Linked DNA regions of Sus scrofa: region 1 is linked to region 2. Evidence: chromatin contacts called from public Hi-C data. All regions are on one chromosome and are shown on one strand. The core of a region is the stretch at or near the end of the contact, and the rest is flanking DNA. Distances in the headings are between cores, read along the strand shown. Region 1 holds the start of TMEM268 (transmembrane protein 268). Region 2 holds the start of WHRN (whirlin).

Evidence for each region. A called contact is a pair of places that touch in the nucleus more often than the background predicts.
Region 1: a contact with region 2 is called in a Hi-C map of subcutaneous adipose tissue, with 1.9 times the contacts expected there. The contact joins the promoter of TMEM268 here to the promoter of WHRN in region 2. A contact is called at or near these places in 3 of 47 Hi-C or Micro-C datasets (alveolar macrophages, heart right ventricle and subcutaneous adipose tissue).

The regions. Positions count from the first base shown.
Region 1 is chr1:255,163,712-255,170,309 of Sscrofa11.1, reverse strand. It overlaps TMEM268 (transmembrane protein 268), which reads right to left and starts at 1,434. Exons shown (of 9, transcript XM_021068037.1): 1 at 1,207-1,434.
Region 2 is chr1:255,092,243-255,098,949 of Sscrofa11.1, reverse strand. It overlaps WHRN (whirlin), which reads left to right and starts at 3,669. Exons shown (of 12, transcript XM_021068023.1): 1 at 3,669-5,142. The coding sequence starts at 4,522.

The DNA of each region.
Region 1 (6,598 bases), core at 185-2,684, 74 kb before region 2:
TAATCAGCCTCCCACAAAGTCTCAATCAGAAGAATTCATTCACCTGAAGGATTTTAGTGTCATGGATAAAAGTAACCTGCAGGATCCTGCCACTTCCCACGTGTATGATCCAGAACAAGTGACTTACATCGGCCTCAGTTTTGCCACATGTAAATGGGAATAATGTAACTAGGTTGTTGTGAGGCTTAAAGAGCTCATACTTAAATCACTCAAGAACAGCACAGAGCAAAAAGGAATATAGCTATCATTATTTCTACTCCACAGTCATCCCCTAAGAACCTTCTAGTGCCAGGCCCTATGCCTTCTATAAAACCAGAAGTAAAACCTTAAGTCCCTGTTCAGCTCTCCCTCCTGGCTACCACCATCTGGCAGGAGCCAGCAGCACTTTGGAATGAGGGAAGAGTTCTTCAGGATGCTTCCTGGCGCAGAGAAGGAGGCTCCAGGCTTGGCACAGGTGGAGTGAGAGAAGAGACTGCCAAGTGGGGAGAGGTACAAACCAGAGGGCAGCTCGGGCTCTGCTCTCACCCTATGGCCCTGGAAGCTGCAGAGGGCAGGAGGGGTGTTGGCAAGACTGCCCAAGGGCAGGTGCTGACCCGCTAGCTGCCATCCTGCTCCGCCCCACACCAGCCCTGGGGGACATGAGAGGGAGGCACAGAACCAGGGATCGAGCACAGCCTGAGGTTCCTGCAACCAACTGGTCATCCACTCCCCAGTTTCCTTAGCTCCCTTTGCTGACTGTGCATTTAACTGGCCTTTCCATTTAACCGTAGCTGGGTGGGAAGCCCCTGCAAACGAAGGTATCTTAAAAGTTCCCCTGAGCAAAGGTCTCCATTTCTGCAGACACTGCGTGCCCAGCTCCCCCAAAAGACCATGTGCCTCTCTGAGGGGTGTGTGTGTGCGTGTGTGTGTTGGGGGAGGGGAGGAATTCTACAGTTTTCACGTCAGGTTCTGTTTTTCTTAAACTGGAAAGTCCCAGCAAGGGGCCATAGGGGGTCTGTCACAGAAGTTTGGGGGGTGGAAAAGCCTTGTGAGACAAGGGTTCCAAGCTCTCCACTCTACGCAGGAGGAAACTAAGACCTAGAAACGAAAGTGAACTATCCAAGGTCAAGGAGCCAGTTGGGGGATACAGCCAGAATGCAACGGAGCTTGATCCAGCCTGGGATGTTCCTCCACATTTGGCCTTGGCCTTAAGCAGCTGAATCTTACCCCAGGTTCTGCCCTCAAGGCTGGTCTGCTGCTTCTGGGTCTCCCTCACCCCCGAAACCAGCCCCACGGTGCCCCCGCCACCGGCTCGCAGGGGTCGCCGGCGAGCAGCACCACGCAACGCACGGGGAAACGGGCCCAAAGGCGCCGGAAGAAGGCGGACGCGGCCCGCAGCGCCCACCCAGGCCGGGAAGGAGGCGCCCAGGCTGCAGCGCAGAGCCGGACCCGCGCAGCTCAAATCTGGGCTCGCGGCCGCCCGCGCTCGCGACCAGACACGGGGCGCGCGCCCCGGGTCCGCGCACACTCACCCGTCCGCGCCGCCGCCGCCGTCGCCCTCACCGCCGCCCGGGAACGCGGAAGGTTGGGGGCAACGCTGCCCCTCCGCGCCTCAGTCTCCCGGCACCGCCGCTCGCGCCCCGCCCGCCGCCCGCGGCGCGCGCCGCCCTCCCCGGTCCCGCCCCCGGGCCGGGCCGGCCCCGCGCGGTCACCCCACCGGGAGGAGCCGCCCGCCGGGCTCGCCTCGGGGCCAAGAGGGAAGCCGGCTCCCGGGGCCGCGTCGGAGCCGAGCTGGGAGCTGCCTTTCATCAGCCAGGCTTCCTCCCGGGATGCCGGGAGGCGCCTCCGCGCTCGCCGAGCACGTGCGCCGCGCCCCGGCCTGCGGGAACAAGTTGGGCGAGAATCGGCTGCTCAAGGCCAGGGCCCCTCTCCGAGCCTCCGTCTCCCTATCGTGAGAGCCCAGGCCACGTCTGACAGTCACGGGATCGTGGATGAGGCAATATTTGGGACCAGAAACTTCTCAGGGACTTGTTTTTAACGAAAAATTCTCTGTGCCCTGTGTTGAGAGCATCAGCGTCGCCATCTGGCTACCTGAGCTCTAAGCCTGGGGTCTCCAGATTTTAGATCATCTTTATAGTGTTTAACCTCTCTGCGGCTTCGTTTTCTGTAAAACAAAACAAAACAAAACAACAACAACAACAAACAGATTATATCACGGGACTGTGTAGTAGAGTTTTAATGAGATAATCTGTGTGGAGTGTATGCAACTGCCAGAGGCATGATAGCGGCTCACTGGGCATTGGCCATACCCCCACCCCCGCCTCCCATCACCATCACTGGGCGTTTCAGGGGGATCTGCAGCGAATAGCGCCTCCTCCCGTGAGGAAACACTAACCTTGTGCAGGTTCCCTTAGGGCACTAACCTTGTGCAGGTTCCCTTAGGGCACGTATGGACAGATGCTTCCACTGTGTTTATACAAAAGGGACCACCTGTTCTGTTGTGCACCCGGCTTTTTCATTCAACAAAGTCCCTTAGCATTCACCTCCTGACAGTGTGCTCTGCTCTGCCTCAATTCTTTTTAAGGGCTGCATGAATGTCCATATACTATAGGAAGGCTCTTTTTCTCCCTTGCTCCTCCCCACTGCTGGACATGTGGGGGGTTCCCACTTTTGCTCACAGACCTTGTTGGGATGGCCATAGCCACCATGCCAAGCTTATCTACAAGTGGACTTGCTGAGTCAGAATATGGATGCATTTTTTTTTTTTTTTTATCTCAAGAGATATTGCCAAGTTGCTGGGGGCCTCTCTGATCACAGGACTTAGTTGGCTTGGTGTTCTGCCAGAGGCAGAAGTGGAATGCTTGGGGACAGCCAGCAGTGATTGAGGAGGAAACAGCAGATGCTTCCCAGGCGTCCTCATTCACCAGGCAGGTGAGGATCCAGGAAGTAGGCTACTAGAAATGAGGTTCATTCATTTATTCATCAACAGATGGACATCGGGTGCCTGCTCAGTGCGAGGTGTTGTTCTGATCACCACTGAGCAAGACATGCAAGATTCCTATTTAGTATGCCTAATTTCCTCAAGCAAAATTTGGAGGCCTGGGAGCAAGACTTGTGGGCCGTTGCAGTTTTCCTGCTGATAGGATGTTGAAAGAGATCCTTGGACAGGTGTGTGGCCTGCTCGCCGTCTAGCTAAATCTTGCCCCTCTATCCAGCAAGGCCTATTTCCTTCATGAAGCTGGATATCGTACCCCTGCCCTATTGGGCTTCCTTCACTCTGCATTTCTCACTGCTTGTTGCTCCAGCATGAACTTATATGTTGACACATCAGTCTCCTTTGCTAGGGAGGCACAGGAGTCATGGGCCTTTGGAACTGGCTGTGCAGATTCCAGCACTCCCTCGCATCTGAACTTGCACAGGTCGGGTCCTCTCTCTAAGCTTCAATTCCCTCATTTATAAAAGAAGAATAATGATATCTGCTAAACAGAGATTTTAAGAATTATATGATGAAGTGCTTAGCAGAAAGTCCTCAGTAAAAGTGAACTGTATTTCTGGGCAATTCTTCGGCATCTCCAAAACCACGGCACATGGCAAGGCCTGGTACTATGGCATGAGGAAGTGGGGGCTCTGTGGAGAATGGAGATAGATGAATGAAACCCAATAAAAGGTAAGGAATATGTAGTGAAGTCCGCTGGAAAGCAGACTTCAGTAGCGTTATCTTTATTCACAGGGCTCTGTGTGATAGGCCCAAGCCCCTCCCCACCCCCAGCCTACCCTGTGCTCATCTTTACCCATCATGCCCCAACTTTTGAAAACCCTCAGCTCCAAGAACACAGACCATCTCTCAGTTCCTCCTACAGCCGTGCTCTCACTTCCAGTTCTCAATGGTTGCCATCCTTCTGCATCTGGAAGGTAACCTTCAGTCTTCATCCCCACCTCACTGTCTGGTTAACTGACACACTGTCACGTCTCAGCTGAAAGGGCCCTTCTCCTGGGAGCCCTTTCCTGTCCTGGGCCCAGGCCACGCCCCTGTTCTCATAGATACCCTTGCTGACCCTTTGGCCACACCTGGCACACGGTATGGTCATTGTTCAATGTCCCCTTTCCCCAAAAGAGAATAAACCTTTGGGGCACAGTTCTGTTTCTGTTCATCCTCATGGCTATCCCCCAACACCCTTGGTATTTGTTACATGCATCTGAATTGGTGAATGAACAGCTATGAATGAAATGACCAGGACCTCAGCTACAGACAAATTCAAATAACCGCAAACCCCAGTCAAAGCCACCCTTACTCAACATCTGTACCATCTGTCTCGTCCTGCTTGCCAGGGTTATAAACCCGTGTCTGAGGGCTAGCTGCCAAACATCTGGCAACCTTGGTGAAGCAAGAGGGGAAAGAACTTCTTCCTAACCTGGCAGACTCTTCGAGCGTGGCAGCAGATGGGATGGGGGGGGGAAGCTTCAGAACCACTGGGTAAGTGAAAAGGCAAAGATCAAAAATTAGATCTGCTTTTGGGAACTGGTCGGCCAGCTGTGGACTTTCTCACTCTTTGAGTAGCATACTGCTTGCAACATTGCCATGGCCTGAACAAAGTGAACCAAATCATACAGCCGCTAAGGCTGGGAAGTCAGACAGACCTGGGTCCAGATCTAGGCTTTGCCACGAATTAGAGCGATCCTAGAGAGTATTTCCAAAAGCGTGTCCCACAGAATGTTCCATTGCTCCGAATCCTGGAAGTCACATCACATGGTGGCTTCTCCGTTCTAAGGTATACAGGTGGGAACTTGGGTCTAAACACGCAAGTGTCCTTGTCAGCAGTGTGCAGGGGGTTAGACACATCACATGCTGTCAGGAAATGGGGTCCATAGGCCAGCGGCTACAGCTCCAATTCGACCCCTAGCCTGGGAACCTCCATATGCTGCAGGAGCGGCCCTAGAAAAGGCAAAAAAGACAGACAGACAGGCAGACACACACACACACACACACACACACACACACACACACACACACACACACACACACACACACACACACACACAGAGAGAAAAAGAAAGAAAGGGGGTCAAAACCAAAAGAGTTACTCTGAATTTCTGTCAGGAAGGCCACCAATCCCTAGGGTACAGGTATCAATTTCTACACTGTGACAGGTGCCATGATACAAAGGGAATTAGATGAGGCAGGGCCTGAGGGGAAAGAACTGGCATCTGGCTGGGGTAGGGAGGCAGAGGCAATTGAAGGTTACCAGGCTTTTAACTAGAAAGCTCCACTGTCCCATCTTCTTAATTTAAAAAAACCCCGTAAAACAAGAGTAGACCATCGTGCTCTCAGAACAACCAGCCTCACTTCTCTCCTCATCTGCAAATGCTGCTGCTCTACTCTTTGTAAGTTATAAGTAGAAAAATAAGAAAGAGTTGCCTGCCTGCCCCCAGATTCTCCAAGCCCACCCATCCCCATCAATCATTCCACCAAACACAGGGAGCTTTGAATTCACACTTGACCCAGGAGTCAGTCAGCCAGTGTCATTTGAAATTTTTTAAAAGCCAAAGAAGGTAGATGTTGACATGATCTGGCAGCTTCTTCTCCCTAAACTACTTGCCAAATCTTTCAATAAAAGATGTGCCTCGGGAGTTCCCTTTGTGGCTCAGTGGGTTACAAACCTGACTGGTATCCATCCATGAGGATGCAGGTTTGATCCCTGGCCTTGCTCCGTGGGTTAAGAATCCGGCGTTGTCATGAGCTGTGGTGTAGGTCACAGACGTGGCGCAGATCCAGATCCTGCGTTGCTGTGGCTGTGGCGTACACTGGAAGCTGCAGCTCCAATTCGACACCCAGCCTGGGGACTTCCACATGCCGCCCGTGCGGCCCTAAAAATAAAAAACAGCAAGCTAACAATAATGTGCCTCTCCTGTCTCTTAAGACCTGCCCACAGGATACTTCGTTTTATTGCTTTTTGCGCTTCAGAGATAACTGCGTTTTTGTTTTTTTGGTTTTTTTTTTAAAACAAATCAAAAGTTTGTGGCAACCCTACGTCAAGCAAGTCTATGGGCATCATTTTTCCAACAGCATGTGCTCACTTCATGTCTCTGCACATTTTGATAGTTCTCGTAGAATTTCCAACTTTTTCATTATTATATTTGTTCTGATGATGTATGATCAGTGATGTATGATGTTACTATTGTTTTGGGGTGCCAGAAACCATGCCCAAATAAGATGGTGGCCTCGATAAATGTTGCGTGTTTTTCTGATGATTCCACTGACCGGTTATTTTCCTCTATCTGTCCCTCTCCCTGGCCCTCCCTATTCCCTGAGACACGGTATTGAACCTAGGCCAGTAAATAACCCTAGAGTGACCTCTAAGTATTCACGGGAAAGGAAGAGGTGCACATCTCTCATTATTATTATTATTATTTTTTTGCCTTTTTGCCTTTTTGCTTTATCTAGGGCCGCTCCCACGGCATATGGAGGTTCCCAGGCTAGGGGTCAAATCAGAGCTGTAGGCACCGGCCTACACCAGAGCCACAGCAATGCAGGATCCAAGCCACGTCTGCAACCTACACCACAGCTCATGGCAACGCCAGACCCTTAACCCACTGAGCAAGGCCAGGGATCGAACACGCA
Region 2 (6,707 bases), core at 2,420-4,919:
GGGATCCCAGAGCTGAGAAGGGCTCCCTAGCTCGCCCTACACCAGGTAGCTTTGAGCATCCTCCTCCTGTGTCCAGGCTGAGCTCCCTGGGGGTCCCCCAATCCTCTCCATCTCTCTCAGGATCTTTTTCTTAAACCCCTGCTTATGGTCCCCCTCACAGGATGTCAGCTTGCCAGCCAGGAATCATTAGTGTGTGGCTTGCTTTTAACCTCTGACATTTCCAGCCCAACTTCCAAGAAAATGTGGTCTTTATACCATTTCCTTTGGGGACATTTTAGCATCTCTGAACCAGACATTTGGAGACAGCACAGCTCAGTGATTAAGAACTCTGGAGCCAGACGGCCTGGGTTCAAATACCTGCTCTTCCATTAACTACCTCTGTACCCTTGGGGAGGATTGTTCCTATGTCTCAGTTTTCTGCTTTATCAGAATGATGATGATGGTGGTGGTGGCGGTGTCTCTTTTTATAGAATAATTAGGAGGAGTGAGTGACTTAGAAATACAAGTGTTTAAATAAAACAGTTCCTGGCATGCAATAAACATTAGCTGTATTTTTCTATGTGTCCCACGGGAAATGCATCTCCAATGAAATTAATTTCTGTTGCCTTCTAAGGATACGTTCCAGTAGATAAGAGGGAAGTGGAGAAGCTCCAAATGACTATGCACATTGTCATAGATGAAGAGACACTAACTAACAACGCTAGGATACTCTATGCATTTTGTCAGGCTTTCATTTATCGCACTGGACACGGAGCTTACAAGCTGCCCTCTGGAAAGACAAGGAAAGTTTAAAAATTCCATTTTGCAGATGAGCAAGGAAGTCATTTGCCATGGGTCGCTCAACTAGCAAAGGGACATCCTAAGTCTGGAATTATGGTTTTCTGTCCAATAGCCAGAGCGCAATTCGTTATGATCTCTCTTGCTTTAAAACAAACATAAGAGACATAAACAACCAAAATTCCAGTTCAACACGAAACACTTCCGAGGTGAATACAATTCACTCTTCTTCCATCTTTCCCACTGCTCCCATGTGTCCAAGTTTCCAGGAACAACCCTAGGAGCAGGGCATTGATTTGCCAGAACTGGGGAACTGAATTAAACGTGGCTTTGGTGATGACAGCCAAGGGGAGCCTGCAGTGCGGACGTTGGAGAGTTCTCTTTTCCTTCTGAAGAGGGCAGTATGAAACCAAGGCCAGATCTGCTCACATAGTCGTGGTTTCCTTCCTTCCAGGTCTTTTTTTTTTTCCCCCCTGGGTTTCAGCCAGACCTTTTATTTACCTCCCAGTCCCCAACTACAGCTTCCAGGTCTTGAAGACTGGAGGCAGTGCAGCCCTCAGGAGCCCAAGCATCTTGGATTTCCAAGAGCTTATTTCTGATGGACAAACACATCTTCAGACATGAAATTTGATTCTTTAGGTTTGAGCACAGTTATATACTGCCCCGCATTTGAGGGTGCACAGTGCAAACTGATATGAAGGAGGTTATGCAAGGTGGATGGAAGAAACCCCACTGAGTTCTTTTTCCATGCTCTTGCACTTCTCTGCCCCTCCATTGGTCTCTATGGCATTAAACAATAGCACAGCATCCCAGATGGTCTCTGATGTTTGCAGAAGAAAGTGCTTCTTTCTCCACTAAGACGTGTGTGCAGCAGTAGTTTCTGCTGCCTAAAGCAAAATACCTTCTCGCAAATATCCTTTGCACAGAAATAAAATGTTAGGAGTGGGTATCTTAGCTCCTGGGATGCATTTATCAAGCCAATCACAGCAATTATAATTAGAACACAAACTAAGCTTAGCACGAAATACATTTGTGGAAAACCTGAACTGCATACAATTAAACTCTGCTTGGTGACATTTTGAGGTTTGCCATTAAATATATTTTGAGGGTCAGGGGAGATTGATTTTTTTTTTCTTAAATATCTTTGGTTAGTTATATCAAAGGCTTCAATGGCAGTTGAGAAGGAAAAAGGATACACATTATTAACGGCTGTAACACTCAGAGCTGTCAGATGGATGCCCAAAGTAGCTTAACTGGCTGTTTAAGACACACATATGTCAAATATGTTCACTGGGCATTAATTTAACCAAGGTCTTTTTTAGGAGAGTGAAAAAGAGAACTGACAATTTCAGGGGGATAATATAGCTTCAAGTCCTAGCCTCAGTTTGGGGAAGGCCCTAAGCTAATAATAGGGTTAAAAAATCCTTCCGTGTTTCCCCACTGCCCAGAAAAGAAAATCCTTTCCCTTCATTCAGGTGGCTGATAAAGTCCTTACCATTTTCTCCTCCCCTAAACCTGGGCTCGCTTAGCCATTATAACACTTAGCATACTGGTTTTTAACTTGACTTATTTAGATGGTCTTTCTCCCCTGCTGGTCGGTAAACTCCTTGGGACAAGAAATTTCACCTTTTTTACCTGGGTGTCCAGCACTCAGCCCAAGATTCAGGACAGAATAGGTGCTTGGAAAATGGTACAGGAAGAGTAAGTAGTCAAAAAAGCAAATGAATGAATGGATGAATGAATGTTCCATCTTTCTGGATCCAGCTCAAACCTACCCCTTTTGGTGACACCACAACTCATCCTCTTCCAGCTAGAAGTCGGATGGTTCTAGAATGGCAATTCCAGAATATTTTTAGGGAAAATATAGCTTTCTGTAGGTGATAGCTTAGGAGAGGCAATTTGGGTTGAAGGGATTGTGTGTAAGTGCTGTGTGTGTGTGTGTGTGTGTGTGTGTGTGTGTGTGCGCGCGCGCATGTTGGGGGCACTACTGGCCTCCTTAGCCACCTTTGAATAAAAGCATAGCTTCCCTTAGATTGTATTTGGGGGAGTGTGGTGGGAGATTCGAGGCTCTAGGCCAAGCCTTCCAGTATCTTATTTGTTTTGGGATGGGAAGGCATAGACTACTTTTTCCCAACCGGCTTCATACACTTCTTTTTGAATGTTTATTTTGAGATAATTGTAGAGTCACATGAAGTTGTAAGGAATAATAGACATCCATGTACCCTTCATCCAGTTGTTGGCGCAATGCTGACAAGATCACAACCCTGATATTGACATTGATACAATCCACCCATCTAATTCGGATATCCTCAGTTTTATACTTTATATGCAGGTGTGTGTATGTGTTGTGTCAGCTTTATATTTGTGAAAACGTTTTCCCCACCTACTGGAGACCCAGCAGGGGTTCAGTCTTATCTATCCCTGCACTGGAGTTGGCTCCTGCAGCCACCAGTATATGCTTGAATAGATAGATCTCTTGCACACAGTAGGTGCCCAACAGTCGTCCACATGAACACATGAACTTGAATATTAGTGCGTGCAAGAGGGGAGCCAAGGTTTTAAGCTAGAAAACTGAGCCTGAAGCAATTAGTATTTTAGAGGCAAAAAGTTGGTTATTTTCCCCTACAACTGTGAATTTGCTAGCTGGTTAGATGCTTCAAAGCGATCCTGGTGGCGGAAGAGCACAGTTTTTGAGGTGCACCTCTCACCCCCGGCTGGAGAAGTGAGGGCACTCTCATTGCCTCTAGAGCTCCTCCCACCCCTACCGTACCCACTTTCACCCCTTTCCTCCCAGGGGCTGGACTGTTTCACCCCGTCTCTAGGCAACCGCCAGGCGCGAGGCGGGACGTCATTTCCTGAAGAGTCCGCGGGGGGAGGGGGCGGGAGAGGGGGAGGGGCAAGGGGGGCGGGGCCAAGGCTGTGCAGGCGACAGCGACGGCGTCGGAACTCGCTGGAAGATCGACCCCGGGCGGCTCAACAGTTCGCAAACTCGGGCTCGCGGCCGCGCGGCTCCGTCTGCGCGCGGGCGGTGCAGGGGCGCGGGGGTCCCCGGGCTGCTGCATCCCGGGGCTGCCCCGGACATGCCCCGCACCCCCTGCCGGACGCCCGCGCGTCTCCACCGCCTGCGATTCGGGGGGCTCTGGGACTAGGGCGCCCCCCACTTCAACTTATGACTTTGGGGTCCCCCAGCCCGAGAGGAACGGGCGACCCGGCTGGGGGAGCCCCGGGCATGGTGTGACGGGGCGGTCGGCTTTGCTGGACTCCCCCCTACTCCAGCCACCCGTCGTCTCTGTGCCCTCCAGAATGTAGCTGTTCTCTCCAGACTCTCCAGGCTCCAGCCGCAGTCTCCGCGACCTCCAGGCTCCAGCCGCCAACTCCTTGTCCCCCCGGACTCCAGCCGCCGTCTCCGCGTCCTCTGGACTCCAGCCGCCGTCTCTGCGCCTCGCGGTCTCCCGTTTCTCGAGCCCCTCAGTCTTCGTGCGCCCGGGACTCAAGCATTGGTCTCGAGATCCCCCAGGATTCAGGCGTGTTTCCGTGCCCCCAAGCCCAGACTCCAGCCGCCGTCTCCGTGTCTCCCCGGATCCAGCCCCTGTCTCGGCGCCCCCCCACCTCCCTCCCAGCCCCCAAATCCAGGCTCCAGCCGCTATCTCCGCCTTTCCTGGGATCCAGCTGTCGCGCCGGTGTCGGCGCGTGCAGCAGCTGCCCCACCGCGCGCCCCGAGTCCGCCCGGGCCTCGGCGGGGAGATGAACGCGCAGCTGGACGGCCTGTCGGTGAGCTCGTCCTCCACCGGCTCGCTGGGCTCGGCGGCGGGAGCCGGCGGCGGCGGCGGGGGCGCGGGGCTGCGACTGCTGTCTGCCAACGTGCGCCAGCTGCACCAGGCGCTGACGGCGCTGCTGAGCGAGGCGGAGCGGGAGCAGTTCACGCACTGCCTGAACGCCTACCACGCGCGCCGCAACGTCTTCGACCTGGTGCGCACCTTGCGCGTGCTGCTGGACAGCCCGGTCAAGCGGCGCCTGCTGCCCATGCTGCGGCTGGTCATCCCTCGCTCCGACCAGCTGCTCTTTGATCAGTACACGGCCGAGGGCCTCTACCTGCCCGCCACCACCCCCTACAGGCAGCCCGCCTGGGGCGGCCCCGACGGCACAGGGCCTGGAGAGGTGCGCCTGGTGAGCCTGCGGCGTGCCAAGGCCCACGAGGGTTTGGGCTTCAGCATCCGCGGGGGCTCGGAGCATGGCGTGGGCATCTATGTGTCGCTGGTGGAGCCAGGCTCTCTGGCAGAGAAGGAAGGGCTGCGAGTTGGGGACCAGATTCTGCGTGTCAACGACAAATCCCTGGCCCGGGTGACCCACGCTGAGGCCGTCAAGGTAGGGCACTGGTTTGGGGATGAGTACAGGGCAAAGTGGTGCAGCTCCTCCGGATGGCAGTGGCTTCATGCTGTGTGTCCTTAGGCAAGTCGCTTGACCTTTCTGGGCCCTGTTTTTCTTAAGCATTATTTAAAACAAACACATCTTTTTTTTTTTTAATTTTTATTTTTAGCAAATAGATGCCAGGAAGAGGTTGGGATATAGTGATAGGCAGAGAAGACATGGATCCTGCCTTCCTGGGGCAGAAGGCTAGTGTTTGGGAGACAGGCATTATCAAATACTCCTGCAAATGTCTGATTACAAAGTGTGAAAAGGGCTGTGGATTCTTATGAGCATTGAAAGAAATAAGGTTTCTGCTTGGCATATGGCTAGCAATCAGTGGGTGACCTGCCCTTCTGCTGCTGTTATTCTCATTATTTTCTAGGCTTTTGCCCCTGCAAGAAAATTTTCTTAGCTCCAACGTGGTCCAAGGAGGCTGTTCTGGTGACCCACAGAGCTCTGGCCTGACCCTGCTATTTATGGACCAGGCTCTGTATCCTGGGACCACTGGTTCTCCACTTGGACTGTAAGTGTCTCTAGCCTTGTTGGAAAGGAGGGCCCTGCCTGAATATCGAAAGTAAATCCCCCACCCCCTTGAGAGTAGTAGTAATTTTTGTGTCTGTTAATTGAGAAAAATAATCTCATGACAACTAACTCTGAGGGATTTAATCATACTGTTTAAAGGAGTGTACCTGTTTGCTAGTCTCATGCCTGTGGCTATTGAAAATCAATTGGAGTATGAGATGGATAGTGCTTGGTTTATGCGTGGATTCAGGGATCCCTTGCAGGCATGTGCACACACACACACCACTGTTGTGTGCAAGAAGTGAAGAGTTTTGGGGAAAAGGAGCAGTGACACCGGCTGCTTCTGCAGGGGACATTCCTCCCAGGGGTTAGGGTGGCCTCTGACCGGGCTTCTCACCACCCCACCGCTTGCCCCTGCCTTGGATCCCCTCCATGCAGGTGTTCTGAACTCCAGCCACAGGCCTGCAGGCTGCTGGGAAATGCTTAGGTAGCCGAGGTCCCTGGACTACTTCTTGTGTCTTTTAATGACCTGTAGCCGGGTGCATCTTAGCCCACTTCCTGACTGTTCACCTGGGGCATAACCATCCTCTGACCTTGACTTCCTTCATTTGCTTCCCAACCTTTCTGCCCCTCGGGGAGGCCCCCCTGAGAGCTTGGGAAACTTCACTGCTTCTAGAAAAAGGCTGGTGGTTTTATATTGTTTAAGAGTGCAGTGGGAGTTCCTGTTGTGGCTCAGTGGTTAACGAATCCGACTAGGAACCATGAGGTTGCAGGTTCGATCCCTGGCCTCTTTCAGTGGGTTAAGGATCTGGCATTGCTATGAGCTGTGGTGTAGTTTGCAGGCTCGGCTCGGATCTGGCATTGCTGTGGTGCAGGCTGGCGGCTACAGCTCCGATTCAGCCCCTAGCCTGGGAACCTCCATATGTCGCTGGTACGGCCCTAGAAAAAGACAAAAAATTTTAAAAAGTTAAAAAAAATAAGGGTGCAGTGGTCAAAGCTCC